Linked DNA regions of Oryctolagus cuniculus: region 1 is linked to region 2. The links are chromatin contacts, called in public Micro-C maps. All regions are on one chromosome and are shown on one strand. Each heading gives the region's core, a stretch centred on a gene start, on an enhancer-like site or on the middle of the called end of the contact. The rest is flanking DNA. Distances are from core to core; before and after follow the strand shown.

Region 1 (3,073 bases), core at 245-2,744, 34 kb before region 2:
GCCATGAGCCGAGGTTTTACTGCAGCATCAGAGGCAGTAGAGAGAGAAGGAACTCCAGAGAAGCCAAGACAAGCGCAGCCCGCGCCCAGCCTGCCCTGGGGTCCCAGTCGGGGCCCCTCCCGCCCCTGTGGGGTGTGCTCTGCACAGCTGCAGGCTGGGGCCTGGCCACAGATCAATCACCCTGCCTTTAGTGGGAAAAGATGCCCACTGGCCCAAGGCTTGGCCTGGCCAAACCCTTCATGGATAACTGACAGGAGGGTTGGTCAGTCCTGTTTCGAGATGTCCCAGCCCCTGAAGAGAGAAGAGGCGTTCTCGGGCCTGCTGACTGTGAGGTACAGGCCGCACGGCCGGCAGCGTCCGGTCCAGCTTCCCTGGGCAGATCTGTCCCAGCGTGCTGCCGTCGTACCCTGCTACACAGCATCCCTAGAGTTGCCCTACAGGTTGGTAGCTCCCCGTGATGTCCGGTCACGGGTGCTCCCCCAAATCAGAGAACGCTGCGCTGGCTCCCTCTGAACATGGCGGAGCGGAATGGCTATTCCCCTGCCTGCGCTGTGGCGCAGTGGGTGAAGTCACTGCCTGCAGCGCCGGCACCCCACACGGGCGCTGGTTCGAGTCCCGGCTGCTCCTCTTCCGATCCAGCTCTCTGCTACTGCGTCTGGGAAAGCAGTGGAAGTTGACCCCTCCAACCACATGGGAGACCTGGATGGAATTCCAGGCTCCTGACTTCGGCCTGGCCCAGCCCGGCATTGTAGCCACTTGGGGAGTGAATTAGCAGGCGGAAGATCTCTCTCTCTCTCATTTTCTCTCTCTCTGTCTCTCTCAGAACTCTGGCTTTCAAATTAATAAATCTTTACAGATTGAAAGAGAGGTTGTTTACTTCTTGCAGATGTCCTGAGAGTTTCCAGGCCACCCTGCAACGAGACCCCTGTACAGGCGACGGCTTGTGCTTGTCCTCTCGTGTCTGGTACCACAGCCACCCTGGAAGTGGAGGCGACTCGAGACCCAGGGCCTCTAAGTAAGAGGTGTAGCGCACAGACAAGCCCCGTTCTCTTCATCTGAGACGTGCCCAAGGCGCTCTCACAGTTCAGAATCCAGCGATGTGACCCCGGTACCCGTACCCAGGCCACACTTCCCCGAGAAAAACAGGCAAGCAAAATCCCAGTTTTTTATTTGGAGTTATTGTCAAGGCCATAGCAACAAGTTCTGAAGCCTTGGAAAAGTGGGGCGGCTCGGCTGTTCAAACATCAGATTCCTCGTGACCCAGAAACGAGCCAGCTGCTCAGAGTTGCGACACTTCACACGGGAAGGCAAGACGTGTCCTCGTGTTCTCCCGTGGAGTCTTCTCACCACGTTTCGTAACAGAATGATTCCTTCCCAGGATCTCAGGGGAGGAGATGTCATTCGCTCTCTTAAATTCCTCTTGTTGGGGGCCGGTGCCCTGGCGTAGCGGGTGAAGCCGCTGCCTGCAGTGCTGGCATCCCATGTGGGCGCTGATTCGAGTCCCGGCTGCTCCACTTCAGATCCAGCTCTCTGCTGTGGCCTGGGAGAGCAGTGGAAGATGGCCCAAGCCGTTGGGCCCCTGAACCCACGCGGGAGACCTGGAAGAAGCTCCTGGCTGCAGGTTTCGGATCGGCACAGCTCCGGCTGTTGCAGCCGATTGGACTTCTCCGTCTTCGCTGCCTCTGCCTCTCTGTAACTCTGCCTTTCAAATAAATAAATAAATCTTGAAAAAAAAAAATCCTTTTGTTAAATCTGTGCATCTTTGTTTTTAAGGCCAGGCTCTGGAATTCATTAGAATTGGCCTTAGAAACAGGAGGTGGGCACAGCACTTAAGAGGCCACTTGGGATGCCCACACCACGTATCTGAGTGCTGGTTCGAGTCCTGGCTCTGCTCGCCATCCAGCTTCCTGCTAACGTGCACTCCAGGAGGCAGTGGGGGTGGCTCAGGCACTGGGGTCCCAGCCACCCACATGGGGGACCTGGATTTGAGTTCCTGGCTCCTGGCGTTTCTGCCTGGTCCAGCCCCACTACCGCAGGCATTTGGGGAGTGGACCAGCAGGTGGAGGATCTCGTTCTGTCTCTGTCTCTACCTTACAAATAAAATAACTAAAAGGAACTGAATAAGGAGAGAGCCCTGCCTGGGGAGGTCAGTTTTGCCGAGGCAACAGGAGCAATGAATCGACAGGCTCTGAGCGACAGCTCGGCCAAGAGTGCTCTCATCTCCCAGACGGCAGAGGCACACGGCAGACTCCCCCGGCTCGGCCCCGCTTGCCAGGGTCTCCCTCAAAGCTGTGGTCTGGGGGCCGGTGCTGCGGCGCAGCCGGTACAGCTGCCGCCTGTGATGCCAGCATCCCACATGGGCGCCGGTCTGAGTCCCAGCTGCTCCACTTCCCATCCAGCTCCCTGCTGATGGCCTGGGAAAAGCAGCAGAAGATGGTCCAGGTCTTGAGGCCCTGTACCTGCGTGGGAGACCTGGGTGAAGCTCCTGGCTCCTGGCTTTGGCCTGGCCTGGCTCAGCCCAGCTCTGGCTGTTGTGGCCATTTAGGGAGTGAACCAGCAGATAGAAGATAGAGATCTCTTTGTTTCTACTTCTCTAAATAACTTAACCTGTCAAATAAATAAATAAATATTTTTAAAATGGGGGTCATCTGTGGAGGGAGCGGGGGGGGGGGGCGCAAGGGAGCTGGTGCAAAAAAAAAAAAAAAAAAAAGTTACCTATGACCTGACAATGGAAAATCCCAGAAATGGACAACCCATAAGTTTGCGTTACTTTTATTACCATGTGTTATTATTATATTGTTCTATTTTATTCTTTACTGATGTTCCTCTGCTCCTGTATCTAACTTACAGACTGAATTTTATTGTGGGTGTGTATGGACGGGCAGCAACACGGCGCTGAGAACAGCGGCGTCCCCTGGGGGCCTGGGACCGCACCTCCCTCAGGTTGGGGGGGCTGCCACGCTGCAGAGGTCAATTCCACAGAAGACTGCTGGCTCGCTCCAGCACCGAGGATGGTAGCCGGCTCCCTCGCGGCTGTGCCAGAACCAGAGGCAATTTTCTGTCCATTTTGTGG
Region 2 (3,436 bases), core at 804-3,303:
GCCGGCTCTCTGGGGGCTGCACAGGTGTTTCTTCAGATGTTCCCCTTAGATGTTCCCCTTAGATGTTCCTAGTGCATGCCGTCTCTCTCCTCCTTTATAGTCCTCCTCCGCCAATCCCAACTCGGCTGCCCACACGCCGAGTACGCTGCTCTCCAATCAGGAGCAGGTCCTACAGTTTATTGGTTGAACTGGAGGCAGCTGTGCGGAAGCTGTTTACTTCTCTCCCAGCGCCATATTGTGGGAGAGCAGATGCATAGAATAAGTCTTAATTCCAGTAACTCAGTCCAGTCCGGGCTGCTCCCCACAATGGACAACAGGCTTTTCATTGTAAGAAGAAAAAATCATATAAAAATGAAATCTGGTGCCCAAAAGCCAGAGCCGTGCCGTCAGCCTTGCTGTGAGTGCCTCTCATTTCTTTGCGCCGACACCTCTCACACCTTGGGGCCCCTGAACCGGCTGGAGCTGGTCTCCGGCAACCGCCCACCCCCTTCTCTTCAGGTCAGGCCCAGACACGGTGAGGCCCGCTGTGCAGGGGTGTGGTGGGCATCCATCACCACCAGCCCCGCTTCTCCCTGGACATCTCCCGGCTCGGCTCCCAGCCTTCCTGGAAAGCCCGGGGCTGCCAAGGTAAATATGCAAATGATTCCCAGCAGCCTCGCCCTAAGACTGCAGCCAAATGGTGGCGCCAGGCTCCAGGAGAGGGGGGTGCACCCCAGGCGGTTTCCCTGCAGGGCCCGCCCCCTCCGCACACCTCGAGTGACATCCCCTACAGTACTGGGACAACTCTCTGCTGGGAAGCCCCGCCCACATCTGGCCCAGAAACCCCAAGCTTCAGAAGGGGCCTGGCCTCTCCTTGTTTCCTGCCCAGGAGGGGCCCAGGCTGTGCCCACCCTGATGGGGGAGCCCACCTGACACACAAGGCCGGTGGGCCCAGGGTTCCTCATGGTCAAGACCTAGTCTGGGGCTGGCGCTGTGGCGTAGCAGGTAAAACTGCTGCCCGCAGTGCCAACATCCTATATGGGTGCCGGTTCGAGTCCTGGCTGGTCCACTTCTGATCCAGCTCTCTGCTATGGCCTGGGAGAGCAGTAGAAGATGGCCCAAGCTCCAGGCTCCTGGTTTCGGATCAGCACAGCTCGGGCCGTTGCAGCCAGTTGGGGAGTGAACCAGCCTCTTTCTCTCTCAGTGTAACTCTGACTTTCAAATAAACAAATAAATCTTTTTTTTTTAAAAAAAGACCTAGTCCGTTCTGCAGTCACAGGGCCTCGGTCCTCTCACCCACACAGCGGGCACAAAAGGGCCAGCCTGGCCCCACGTCTTCCTTAGGTAGACACCATTTTAATTCATTTATTTTAAAAATAAATACTCTGTCCCTCTCCATCTGGGGCTGGTGCTGGACAGTCCTGCCGCGTGGACGGCACCCCGCTGCCCCAAACACTCCCCCACACACGCCGGGGACGGCTTCCTCCCGGCGGGTCCCGCAGCTGTGCAGGGCTGAGAGCAACTGCCGGCTTCAGAGCTGGGAGGCCGGCCCAGAGCGAGCCTCGGCCCCGCCGGGGGCTCCGCGCGCGGCCTCCAGCCGCCGCAGGCCGGCCGCACTAGACACAGGTGAGGAGCACGTCCACGGAGGCGGGCACCTCGATCTCGTCGAAGAGCACGCGCGCGGGCGGCGCCGCGGGGCCCCGGGCCTGGGCCGCGGCTCTCAGCAGGGCCTGCGCGTGCCGCAGGAGGCTCTGGTTCCGCCGGCGGCCCAGGCGGCGCAGCGCCAGGACGGCCAGGACGTGGTCCCGCCTGCGAGGACACGCGCGCGGTCAGGGCGAGCTGGCCCGAGCAGCCGGCACGAGGCACGCCCCCAGCGCTCCGGGGGCTGGGCAGGGCGCACGGGAGCCGGGGGCAGGCCCGGGGCCGTGGGGGCTCCTTCCGCAGGGGCCGTGGCGGAGCGGGGCGAAGCGCGAGGCGAGAGCCCCCTCCCTGCGGGGTCCCGGCGCGGGGCTCGCCGGCCGACCCGGGGCGGGGTGGGGGGGGGCCCGGAGCGCCGCGCCAGGGGGGCGGGCCATGGGAGGGAAGGCGGGGCGAGCGCCGGGGGGGCGGGGCTTCGGGCGGCCTCTGCGTCGTTCCGGATTCTCCAAGGTCACGGAGACTTGAACTGGGATTTCCACGGCCCCAGCACTCCCCGGACCTCCTGCCTCCAGGCAGGCTCGGGCTCCCCCGGGGTCGGGGTCGCGCCGCGGGACCGATCCAGGAGCGTGAGGAGTAATAGGTCATGGCAGAGGGGCGGTCGGGACCCCGGCCAGCGCCGGGCCGCGCCCCTCACCCTGGCTTCCTCTCCCGCCGGCCTGTGGGCCCGGGACTCCTTGGAAGGGGCTAGCGCCAGGACCCGTAGCCTCCCCCAGTGGGGAACAGGTGGCTACGAACCTGAAGTCGGGGTAGGTCTCTATGAGCGTCTGCAGATGCTTCCTGATGTCGTCTTTGTAGGTCTCGCCCAGGATCTCGGCCACGCACGGGATGGCCTGGTCCAGCCACGTGGCCTTAGAGCCCTGCGGAGACCGGGACAGGCGCACCTGTGTGCGGGCCAGGCCGTCCTGCCGCAGCCCCTGCGTCCCCGCCCGCAGCCGAGCGGCCCACATGCACTTCCCTCTCGGGCAGCTCAGACAACGGATGGAGGGCGGCAGGGCCCCCGCCCCAAGGGCTCGGGGTCTGGGTTGGAGAGAGACCTTCCACAGGCCCCGCTGGGACCCTCACCCACCCCACCACAAGCTGTATGCAAATACGGGCAAAGTGCAGCCCACCTGGCCCCGCCCCCTCGCAGCCCAGCAGCAGTGAGGGCAGGGCAGTAAACACTGCTCTTACCAAGCCCTGGAAGGTGTTGCTAATGGCCTGGGCGTCCAGACTCATCTTCTGGGAGCCGTTCACCCGGTCCGTGCCCCGGAATCGCTCCTGTGGTCTCAGCGCCTGTGCCAGGTACTCACGGACCACGTAGCGGTGCACCTCCTGCAGAATCTCCTGGGCAGGTGGTGTCCAGGTCAGGGTCCAAGGCCCCAGCCCTGGGCACAGCCAACCAATGACACCCCCCCCCCCACCGCCTACCTGCGCTTGTGGCGGGACCACGTGCTCCAGGTGGCGGGCGAAGGCCACCACCCTGTCCATGAGGGGCCCCAGCAGGTCCTCCGTGAGCCAGCCCTTGGTGCACACGGCCCTGAACAGTGGCTGGGGACAGAGGGCAGGGGCAGTCCTTCAAGCCCCCTCTCCCTGCCCCACCCAATTTCTGACCCCTTCTCTTCGGGGTTCACGGTGCTTCCTCGCCTTAGCCACAGGTTATGTCACTGGGTCTCTCCCACAACGCCTCTTCCAGGCCGGGCTCTGGTGCAGCATCCAGCCAGGCCCAGCTTCAGGGGTGCCCTGGGGGTCTTGAGGGGCCAGAGGAGAGGCCTCGGCCTGA

Evidence for each region. Hi-C and Micro-C count contacts between places; a contact is called where the count stands out from the background.
Region 1: a Micro-C map of ear pinna shows a contact between it and region 2, with 5 times the contacts expected there. The contact joins two enhancer-like sites. A contact is called at or near these places in 4 of 6 Hi-C or Micro-C datasets (ear pinna, liver, psoas muscle and 1 more).

Annotation. Positions count from the first base shown.
Region 1 is chr20:46,173,747-46,176,819 of mOryCun1.1, reverse strand. No RefSeq gene overlaps it. Among named protein-coding and RNA genes, the nearest start is that of TNFAIP2, 21 kb to the right of the region's middle. Within about 2 kb of position 1,494, at least 1 of the 8 cell types and tissues checked has an H3K27ac peak or open chromatin away from gene starts, as enhancers often do. A contact at or near this core is called in ear pinna, where this site is marked.
Region 2 is chr20:46,139,523-46,142,958 of mOryCun1.1, reverse strand. It overlaps EXOC3L4 (exocyst complex component 3 like 4), which reads right to left. Exons shown (of 13, transcript XM_051834845.2): 10 at 3,085-3,204; 11 at 2,848-3,000; 12 at 2,413-2,534; 13 at 1,325-1,788. The coding sequence ends at 1,596. Among named protein-coding and RNA genes, the nearest start is that of EXOC3L4, 12 kb to the right of the region's middle. Within about 2 kb of position 2,053, at least 5 of the 8 cell types and tissues checked have an H3K27ac peak or open chromatin away from gene starts, as enhancers often do. A contact at or near this core is called in ear pinna, where this site is marked.